3 separate regions of the Mus musculus genome follow, and all the other regions are linked to region 3. Evidence: chromatin contacts called from public Hi-C data. All regions are on one chromosome and are shown on one strand. The core of a region is the stretch at or near the end of the contact, and the rest is flanking DNA. Distances in the headings are between cores, read along the strand shown. Region 1 overlaps Sorcs2 (sortilin-related VPS10 domain containing receptor 2). Region 2 overlaps Sorcs2 (sortilin-related VPS10 domain containing receptor 2). Region 3 holds the start of Sorcs2 (sortilin-related VPS10 domain containing receptor 2).

The links. Hi-C and Micro-C count contacts between places; a contact is called where the count stands out from the background.
Region 1: a contact with region 3 is called in a Hi-C map of cerebral cortex, with 3 times the contacts expected there. The contact joins the enhancer-like site here to the promoter of Sorcs2 in region 3. A contact is called at or near these places in 14 of 39 promoter capture datasets (the 3T3-L1 cell line, 3T3-L1-derived adipocytes, the C10 cell line and 9 more), 7 of 15 datasets of contacts at CTCF or cohesin (the G1E-ER4 cell line, embryonic stem cells, hippocampal excitatory neurons and 2 more), 53 of 484 Hi-C or Micro-C datasets (B cells, the C2C12 cell line, CD4 T cells and 27 more), 19 of 115 datasets of contacts at active chromatin or transcription factors (Th17 cells, Th2 cells, craniofacial prominence and 9 more) and 3 of 9 other capture datasets (adipose tissue, liver and pancreatic islet).
Region 2: a Hi-C map of double positive thymocytes shows a contact between it and region 3, with 6 times the contacts expected there. The contact joins the enhancer-like site here to the promoter of Sorcs2 in region 3. A contact is called at or near these places in 26 of 39 promoter capture datasets (the 3T3-L1 cell line, the C10 cell line, the HPC-7 cell line and 14 more), 11 of 15 datasets of contacts at CTCF or cohesin (CD8 T cells, the G1E-ER4 cell line, the NIH/3T3 cell line and 6 more), 280 of 484 Hi-C or Micro-C datasets (the 3T3-L1 cell line, 3T3-L1-derived adipocytes, the 4T1 cell line and 133 more), 57 of 115 datasets of contacts at active chromatin or transcription factors (the 230-238 cell line, CD4 T cells, CD4 single positive thymocytes and 37 more) and 6 of 9 other capture datasets (adipose tissue, embryonic stem cells, embryonic tail and 3 more).

The regions. Positions count from the first base shown.
Region 1 is chr5:36,284,243-36,286,942 of GRCm38.p6, reverse strand. All of the region lies in intron 1 of Sorcs2 (sortilin-related VPS10 domain containing receptor 2), which reads left to right. Among named protein-coding and RNA genes, the nearest start is that of Mir7689, 16 kb to the left of the region's middle. Within about 2 kb of position 1,327, at least 23 of the 459 cell types and tissues checked have an H3K27ac peak or open chromatin away from gene starts, as enhancers often do. A contact at or near this core is called in cerebral cortex and uterus, where this site is marked.
Region 2 is chr5:36,325,223-36,327,922 of GRCm38.p6, reverse strand. All of the region lies in intron 1 of Sorcs2 (sortilin-related VPS10 domain containing receptor 2), which reads left to right. Among named protein-coding and RNA genes, the nearest start is that of Mir7689, 25 kb to the right of the region's middle. Within about 2 kb of position 1,347, at least 24 of the 459 cell types and tissues checked have an H3K27ac peak or open chromatin away from gene starts, as enhancers often do. A contact at or near this core is called in the 63-12 cell line, B cells, the C2C12 cell line and 10 more, where this site is marked.
Region 3 is chr5:36,396,699-36,399,398 of GRCm38.p6, reverse strand. It overlaps Sorcs2 (sortilin-related VPS10 domain containing receptor 2), which reads left to right and starts at 1,260. Exons shown (of 27, transcript NM_030889.2): 1 at 1,260-1,833. The coding sequence starts at 1,354.

The sequences.
Region 1 (2,700 bases), core at 78-2,577, 110 kb after region 3:
TACCCAGCTGTCACCAGTTCAGGTAGCATGTGTTGCAGGCTCACTTGGAATCTGGTACCAGGTGGGCCTGACACTGAGTGCTTCTTAGGGACTTCCTGGCCCAAGCACATAGATGGCCTTCAGAAGAACAAGTGTCACATCCGGCCATTCAGGGCACAGGTGGGAGGAGGTGACTTGACACCTGACCTGTGATGCTGTGTCCATGTCCTGCTTTAGAAAGCATAGAGGAAGAGTCTGGGAAGTACCCACCTCCTGTTACAGAAATCTCTGAGTGAATGGTCATGCTTGTCATTCGTGGGACCTATACCCCATTGACCAAACCCCTCCCTCCTCCTGGAGAGGCAGAGTGGGTGGGGTTCTACAGTTAAGCAAGGCATGGTGCTTCTACCCCTTTATGGACAGAGTGACTTCCTCATGTCAAACCCAGGCCTAAGAGTGAGGAAACAGCTTTTAGGGGCTGATGGGAGGTTGTGGAGATGGGGCCTTTCTTTGTGTCATCTTGGGGAAGGGGTATGAGCCTGGATAGGTGGGTCTGAAGGCTCACAACAATCTCTAGAAGTGTTCATTGGGACTGGAGCTGGGCAGGATCAAATGGTTATGTGTGTGAGTGTGAGTGTGTATGTGTGTGTGTGTGTGTGTGTGTGCGCGCGCGCGCGCGTGCGCATGTGTTATTCATCAGGTGCCATCCACTTTGGTTTTAGAGGCAGGTCTCTCACTGGCTCAGAGCTCACAGGTTAGGCTAAACTGGTTGGTCAGGAGACCCCAGGGGCCCTCCTGTCTCCATCTCTGGGTTTATAAGCATGTGCCATTGTGCCAGGCCTTTTAGAGTGGGTTTGGGGATTTGAACTCAGGTCTTTATGGTTGTGAGTCTAGTGCTTTCTAGACTGGGCCACCTCCCACAACCCCTAATACTGTCTTGTGCCCAAAGCCTGGGGTTCCAACCTCTGGGAGCTGCTTCCTGATCCCAAGTGAGGGTGGGCTCCTGCTGCCCCAGGGGCCATGTGGATCTGCGGGCACTGCTCTTGCCTCTGCATTTGGAGTCACTGGCAAAGGACCCTTGCCCCATTTCCCACAAGGCCTTCCATAGTCTGCAGCCAGTCCTAGGCCAGTCCAGTAAGAAACTGCCCTCTTTGATGGAGCGAGCCCAGGAGCTCTCCTGCAGGCCAGGATCTACCCCTGCAGCCCTTGGAGATGTGGAAGGGAAGTGGGAGTTCTCCTGGCAGGAACTCTGGGGCCCAGCCTGTGGTGTGCTCTTGGAGCTGAGCCCAAGAAGAAAACTGTGAGGTTCTCCAGCCTTCTCTACCCATGGGGTTTCCGCAGCCCCGGTAATGAGGTTTCCTCTAGAAAGCGTTATATACAGCAATCTGCCTTCAAGAGTGTCCAAGTGGCTAACTGGCTGTTCACGTGAATGACAATTATAACCAGCTGTGGGCAGGAGACATGCTAATTGGATGTCTCCCATTGTAAATCGCAGCTGCCAAGGTTGAAGGAGGAAGCGGGTGCCTCGAAGGTGGTGACACCCGTTTCCCGGGTGCCTGTGAAGTCTCTGCCTTCACTGTGCAGCACACAGTGTGCACAAATCAAGGGACTGAAAAGGGGGCGGTGGGGGAAGGGAACAGCTCTGTCACTATGTCCTGGGCCTGGGCATGTAGTGCCCTTGAGAAGGAGGCCTGAGACCCTCAGCTTGTGGGTCTGCGCTTCTGCATACAGGCTGCTCTGTTGTTTTTGGACTGAGATGGATGGGATGTGGCCCTGCGCTCAGGAGTTGTTTCTTCAGCCTGGGGTGTATGAAGCTGTGTGCTGCAGTGTCAGTCTGTGGTGCTGGAGGAGGCACTTAGACCTTTGTAACAGGTCTTCTGGGGGATCACTTCCGGCCTGAGACCCACACTGCTGGGTAAGAGGCAAAGCAAGGGACACTTCTGAGCCTCAGCTTCCTCTGTGTTAAGGTGAGGTGGGGTATGTAGTCCCCCACGTGAAGCTAGCCGAGTGTGGACCTGGGTCTCTGGGTGGTGTAGCTCTTCTGCCTGCATAGGACAGACACTGGGAACTGAGACTGTGTGGGGCATGTGCCAGACTTCAGAACCCAGCAGTGCTGTGCCTGCTTTCTACCTGGGTGACCATGCTCATGCAGTGCTTAACCAGCCTGCCTCACCTTCCCTATCAGGAAGCCAGGTTCTTTCCGAGGTCAAGAGGACATCTGTGCTGGATGAGAAGGTGACACCTCACTGGATTATTGGAAGGATGGAGCTAACACACAGCATATAGTAAGCTGTCGTCATACTGGCTTCCCAACTTATGAAGTGCCTTTGTGGAGGACAGGCCAGCCTCACTAGGATCCTGGGATGCCCGAGTGCAGCTGCCAGGTCCTGTGTATGTGACAGGTACCTGCCTTTGGATCCTTGCTGGTATGTCTCAGGATGGTGGCTAGGATGAGGCAGTTCTTGGTAGCCTGATGCTTGGCACAGGTACCCTACATGAAGGCAGAGCCATGTGTCCCCAGTCATTTTGACTAAATTTATATCTGGGACTTTGCTTCCTCCCTACCCACCCCCCTCCCCCGAACAAGGGTGGGATTTAGTTCTATGTGAACACCCCACCTGTGGAGTCTAGCCTCAAGCCTTTCAGACACTAAGCAATCATTCAGACATGGAGGGCCATGGCTTCCCAACAGGCCAGCTCAGGTACCCCAATGGAACCTTC
Region 2 (2,700 bases), core at 98-2,597, 72 kb after region 3:
CCAGATGTCTGTCCCCACTTAAAAATCCCTGGTTTCTGTCTGATATGTCTGTGATGGTGGTCTATCCTGCCTCTGTGCTTCAGGACCCAATCCTTATCTGAAGATCTAGACCTGTGATGACCCAGTGGTGGTAGAAGTGTTTCTATGAGCAGGGTCAGTAAACTGAGGCTTGTGGGCTGACTGACACCTGCATCCTGAGGCCCAGACTGGAGTATCTTAAGGAGTTAGATGGAGCAGGGCAGCCAAGGACCCTGTTCTTGTGTGACTTTCACTGGAGCCCAGTGATGAATTCTGTCTTGGAGGAGAGAAAGCCCAGAGGTAGGTGCAGAGGAGAGTCACATGGGTTGCTCAAGGTCACAACAGAGGAACACCACAGCTTGTTCCCACTCGAGTGACTCATGCCAATCACCTTGACTGCCTGTACAGGATGGGTGGGGAAGGCAGCCCTCAGGTGTACAGGTTGGCTGAGAGGACCAACCTTAGGAGGTTGGGGACAGAAGACACTTGGTAGGGATGGGGGTGGGAGGGAGGAGAACTTGGGAAGCAGTTCTGCCTTGCTGGGGTGAAGTGAGGCCCGGTCCTGGCTCCTGACATTGAAGTGTGTGTGTGTGTGTGTGTGTGTGTGTGTGTTATTCCAATCCTTGGGGAGAGAAGTGAGATGATGCCCCCCTCCATGCCACCCCTCATGATTGAATCTACCTTCCTTCCCCAGGCTGCTGTCAGGGCACTGCCTGAGCCCTTTGGAGATCAAAGGACCCGAGGCAGGGGTGCCATCCAGTCTCACTAACCAAAGAGAAGTGGCAAGTTTGTCCATAGTCAATGGACTCCCATGGGTCTGGCTGGCCTGGGAGGGAACATCCACCTCCCAACAGCAGGACACATGGAGGAGAAAGCTTTGATTTGTAGCTCTCTGGCTGTTGGATCTCGAATATGTGTTCATCACGGAGGGAGAGGAGGCCTAGGATGCACTGGGAACTAACAAGAGCCAGGGGTGGGGTCTTTGTTGACATCTGCCTATTGCTTGGTCACATGCAGCTTGCCTTGCTGGAGCTGGGAGGGCTGGATGAGGTACTGCATTGGTGGCAGAAGGTGATGGAGGTGACTCTGGTACAGAGCCCATGCCCTGCTATGAAGTCTGGCAGCAGGCTGCATGGCTTTTCAGAGGCACTTATTAATTAAAAATGGAAAACTGTGCAGAGGAAGGAGGAAGAGGGCGGAGGAGGGAGGAGAAAGAGGAGAGAGGAAGGAGGAAGCAGGAAGCAGGAAGCAAGTCTACCCAGAGAGCCACGCTGGGTTCTTTGCTCAGTCTCTTCTCTGTCTCTTCCTGTTTGAGAGTCAGGGACCTGAGTGGTGGTGACTAAGGTTTTTCTGACCACACATGTTTGTTTCTCTCCTGATTCCTTTCAAGGCCTGATGTCACAGGCATCCCCTTTCCACAGTCTCTGTGGCCCAGACTCCCAGTGAGTGGCTGTTCTAGAATGTGTTGGGATTGCTGTAGTTGTTTTCAGCATACAATGAGTTGAGATGGCATTTCCCCAGCAGGTGGTCCCTAAGAGAGTCCTGGATACAGGGGTGAACATTGGAGATCTAGGTGAGACTCGCTACGTGCTTTCTGTGGGGTTGATGGACAGTTGCCATGGCTGGGAGAGCAGACATCTCCCCTAAGATGCTGGACCCAGGCCAGCATTTTGGATCTGGATCAGGCATCGTCTTGGCAGGAGGCTGTGAACCGTGCACAGCCCATGGTGGTACACACCTGGCTTTGCAGGCACCAGGGCTTTCTCACACGGGCTCATTTCCACTGCTTATAGTTTTAGCTTCTTGTACAGTGCTGACTCCCCAGCCACTAGGTCACACTTGGAATATGGCCCCACTGGGATTCTCCCATTTACTAAAGGTGCATCAGCACAGCCCAGTGACTATGGCCCTGCTTTCCTTTCTGCTCCTGTTGCCTAGAGGCCTGAAGCCATAGTGCAGTGCCTTGCCTCCCCTCCCAGTGACTGAGAGGCTCTGGAATACCAAAGCCAAAGGTAAGGGACTTGTCCTGTAGGTGCATGGCTGTCCACTGCTGCTGTCTGAGAAATTACTGCATGGAACCTGGCCTGATTCATCTTCCTTCTCTACAAAATGATAAACAAAGCAATGATGTCTGCCTGTATTTTGGTTATTTATGTTCTTCTACTGACCTGGTCCTTGGCACTCCCTAGTTGTTTAGAGCTTGAATGGGTCAAGAGGGGTACTGATAAGTGACATCCCGGCCATCCTGAGATGCTTGCCATTGTCTTGTACCAACTGCAACCCCCTAGATGAAGACCCCCAGTAAGGGATGTCTGGTTATACAGTCTGAGCTTATCTGTCCATTGTACTATGAAATGGACCACAGTCCCAGGGTCCCATGGAGTCTCCTTGGGCTCTTGGTGCTTCTGACCAGGGTTTCCAGTGTGCAAGGCTCTTTGCTGTGGCTGATGTTTCATTCTGTGACACACATGGGCGGGGCCTGGGCATCCCAGCATCCAGGGTCTTGCCCTCCATGCTCCCTCCCCTCGTGGCTCCCACTCACCCCCTTTCTGTCCCTGCTCCTGGGTCTACTGCCTTTGTTGTTGCTTGGTTGGGTTGTTCATTTCTGCGTGTAACTGGGAAGAAGTCAATGCACTGCCCGCTGTCTCGGAGAGCTAACGTCAGTGTCTGCCATAGCAGCTG
Region 3 (2,700 bases), core at 11-2,510:
AGGCTTCGCTGCCCTTTCTTTGCTAGACCAAATGTCGCCACAGCTGTGCGCCCTTGCCTGGCTTTGGACTTCAGCTCCTGAATTTTTTGGGTTGGAAGTTTACATCAGGGTGCAGCCTGGGCACATTCCACAGGAGGAGGCCTTCTTGGACACGGGGCAGGGGCAGGCGCTCTAGTCCTGCTCAGTGCTTGGCACAGCGGAGCCCTGGCAAAATGACTTGTGCTGAACAGAAATTCCTGGAGGGGGCACTGGAGTTCAACCTTGGGAGCAAGTTCAGCTGTTGTTGCTGGATACTTTGTTCTTTGCTCTACTCTGTTCCCTGGAGTGAAGAGACCCAGCAGGCAGCGGGGCCTTTCAGTGTTGGTCTCCAAGTCTCCCTGTCTCCTAGACCCTGCTCCTGAGAGGATGCCGAGGGGACAAAGCTCAACTGCACTCTTGGCCTTATTTGGGCAGGCACCTGCTTTGTGTTCTGGATGGCAGAGGGGCTGGTAATAATGGCTGCTTTTATTGACATTGAATTAAAGACTTGGTGAGCTCTGGGGCTAGTTTCCTCATGTTCTGTGCTGGCCTACACCTTCTGGCTGGGACCTTGCCTCTCTGTTCTTCTCTCCTTGCTACCGCTACTCAGGTGTAATATGTTCAGGGGCTCCCCCTGGAGGTGGGAGATAAAGCCAGAGTCTGAGGGACTAAATTGGTTTTGGGCGACACCCCAAGGTTCCTGCACTATCCTCAGCTGCCTGGAACATCTTTCAGGTTTTCATGATTCGCAGGCGTCCCCTTGACTCTCTCCAGCAGCGCCCGGAGGAGGCGCCCTCCCCACCTCCGCAGAACGGCTACTCTGGAGTTGTTTGGCCTCTAAGCGGGCTACTTGGGTGTGGCCTGTTTCCCTTTGTTGCACCCTGTTGTGCCCCAAGTGCCTGGAACTCCGGCTGGTCAAGTGTAGACGCCTCGAGAAAGTCAGGGAGGATGAAAAGTGGGTGGGAGAAGAGGAGCGAGGATAAAGTTAGGAGTCACTGGGAAGGAAGGAAGGAAGGAAGGAAGGAAGGAAGGAAGGAAGGAAGGAAGGAAGGAAGGAAGGAAGGAAGGAAGGAAGGAAAGAAGGAAGGGGTCTTGGAGGTGTGACTGCACTCAGGACATCCTGGCCCGGCCTGGCCCAGCCCAGAGCTGCGGTGGCTTGCGCGCGGCCGGCAGGTGGCGGTGCTCCCTTGGCTGCGTGGCGGCGTTGAGTCCCCTCCTCCCGCGCTCCCTCCCTCCCGGCTCCTTTCTCTGCGCTCTTGCTCAAGCTCCCAGCGCCCTCCCGCTCTCCCGGCCGCGGTGTCGTCCGCACCGCCCCGCCGTTACCTACCAGCGACCATGGCGCACCGGGGACCCCCGAGCGCCCCGAAGCGTCCTGGCCCTACTGCGCCGGACCGGAGCTTTCAGGCTCTGCTGCCGCCGTGCTGGCCACGTTCGTGGCCGCTGCTGCTGCTGCTGCTGGTGCTGGTGGCTGCCTGCGGAGCGATGGGGCGCTCCCCCCAGCCCGGGCGCCAGGGTCCCGGTGTGCAGATCACTAGGCTGCTGCCCGCGGGACGCACGGAGTCCGGCGATCGCAAAGATCCACAGGCACGAGAATCAGAACCCAGCGTCCCGGGTCTCGGTCCGGGTTCTGCTTCGGGTCCCAGCACCGATGGCGCCCCAGCTCCGGGCAAGGGGCGCAGGGCTCGGGCGGTGCCGGTGGCCGGTGCGGCTTCGGCTTCGCGCGCACAGGTCTCGCTCATCAGCACGTCGTTCGTGCTCAAGGGAGACGCGACGCACAACCAGGCGATGGTACACTGGACAGGAGAGAACAGCAGCGTAAGTGACCTCCGCACTCACCCCGGCCCTGCCCGGACACCTCGGGATACCCAGGGAGACCACCACAGCCCCCTACTTCCGGACCACCCGCGGTCACTCTGCTGGGCATTCTTGGCTACTTGGGGGACGCGGGTCACCTCGGCGGCGCCCCTACTGGCTTCTGGTTATGGGTTACTTTTGGAAGGGTCCTCGAATTTGTGAGATTCTGTCTCGCTCAGAAGGTTTTTCCGAAGATCTGGAGACCAGAAACACCCCTAGCCTCTAGATCTGGGCTACAGGGAAGGTCCCTAGAGTCGTCAGGATCTGGGCAGCATGGGACAACTCCAGGTCCTTGAGGGCTACCCAGCTCTGCGCCGCGTGGACAGTGGGTGGGTCGCCCACACACTGCACTGCACTCAGCAGCTCCAGAGAACACCTCTGGAATTGCCACCTCTGGCGTCCTTACTACTTCATTTATGCTGACCTCAGGGTCCATGATATCCCTGACAGTTCCATGTCCTGTTCGAAGGTTCTTAATTCTAGGATTGCTCCTCCTAGTGTGCCCCACAGCTGTCTTTGGTCCGAGTGGACCATGGGGTGTTTAATAGTATTTAACGTTCTGTGGTCTTTAGAGCAGTGCGCCAACTCCCTCCCTCCCTTTCTCCCATGCCTCTCCCTCTGCCCGGAGAGCTCCAGCGTCCATCCCGCTCCTGCTCTTCCAGATTTAGGATCCAGCCACTCCCCGTTCCTTTTTTTGGTAGTGCACCTCAAGGGGTTTGTTTTTCCTTGTTAAAGGTCAGAGTCACTCTGTCCCCTCTGGGGAATCTCAGGTGTGTGCACTCCAGGTTTGCAAGCCTTTGCTCTCCAGGGAAGTGTGTTTTCATGAAG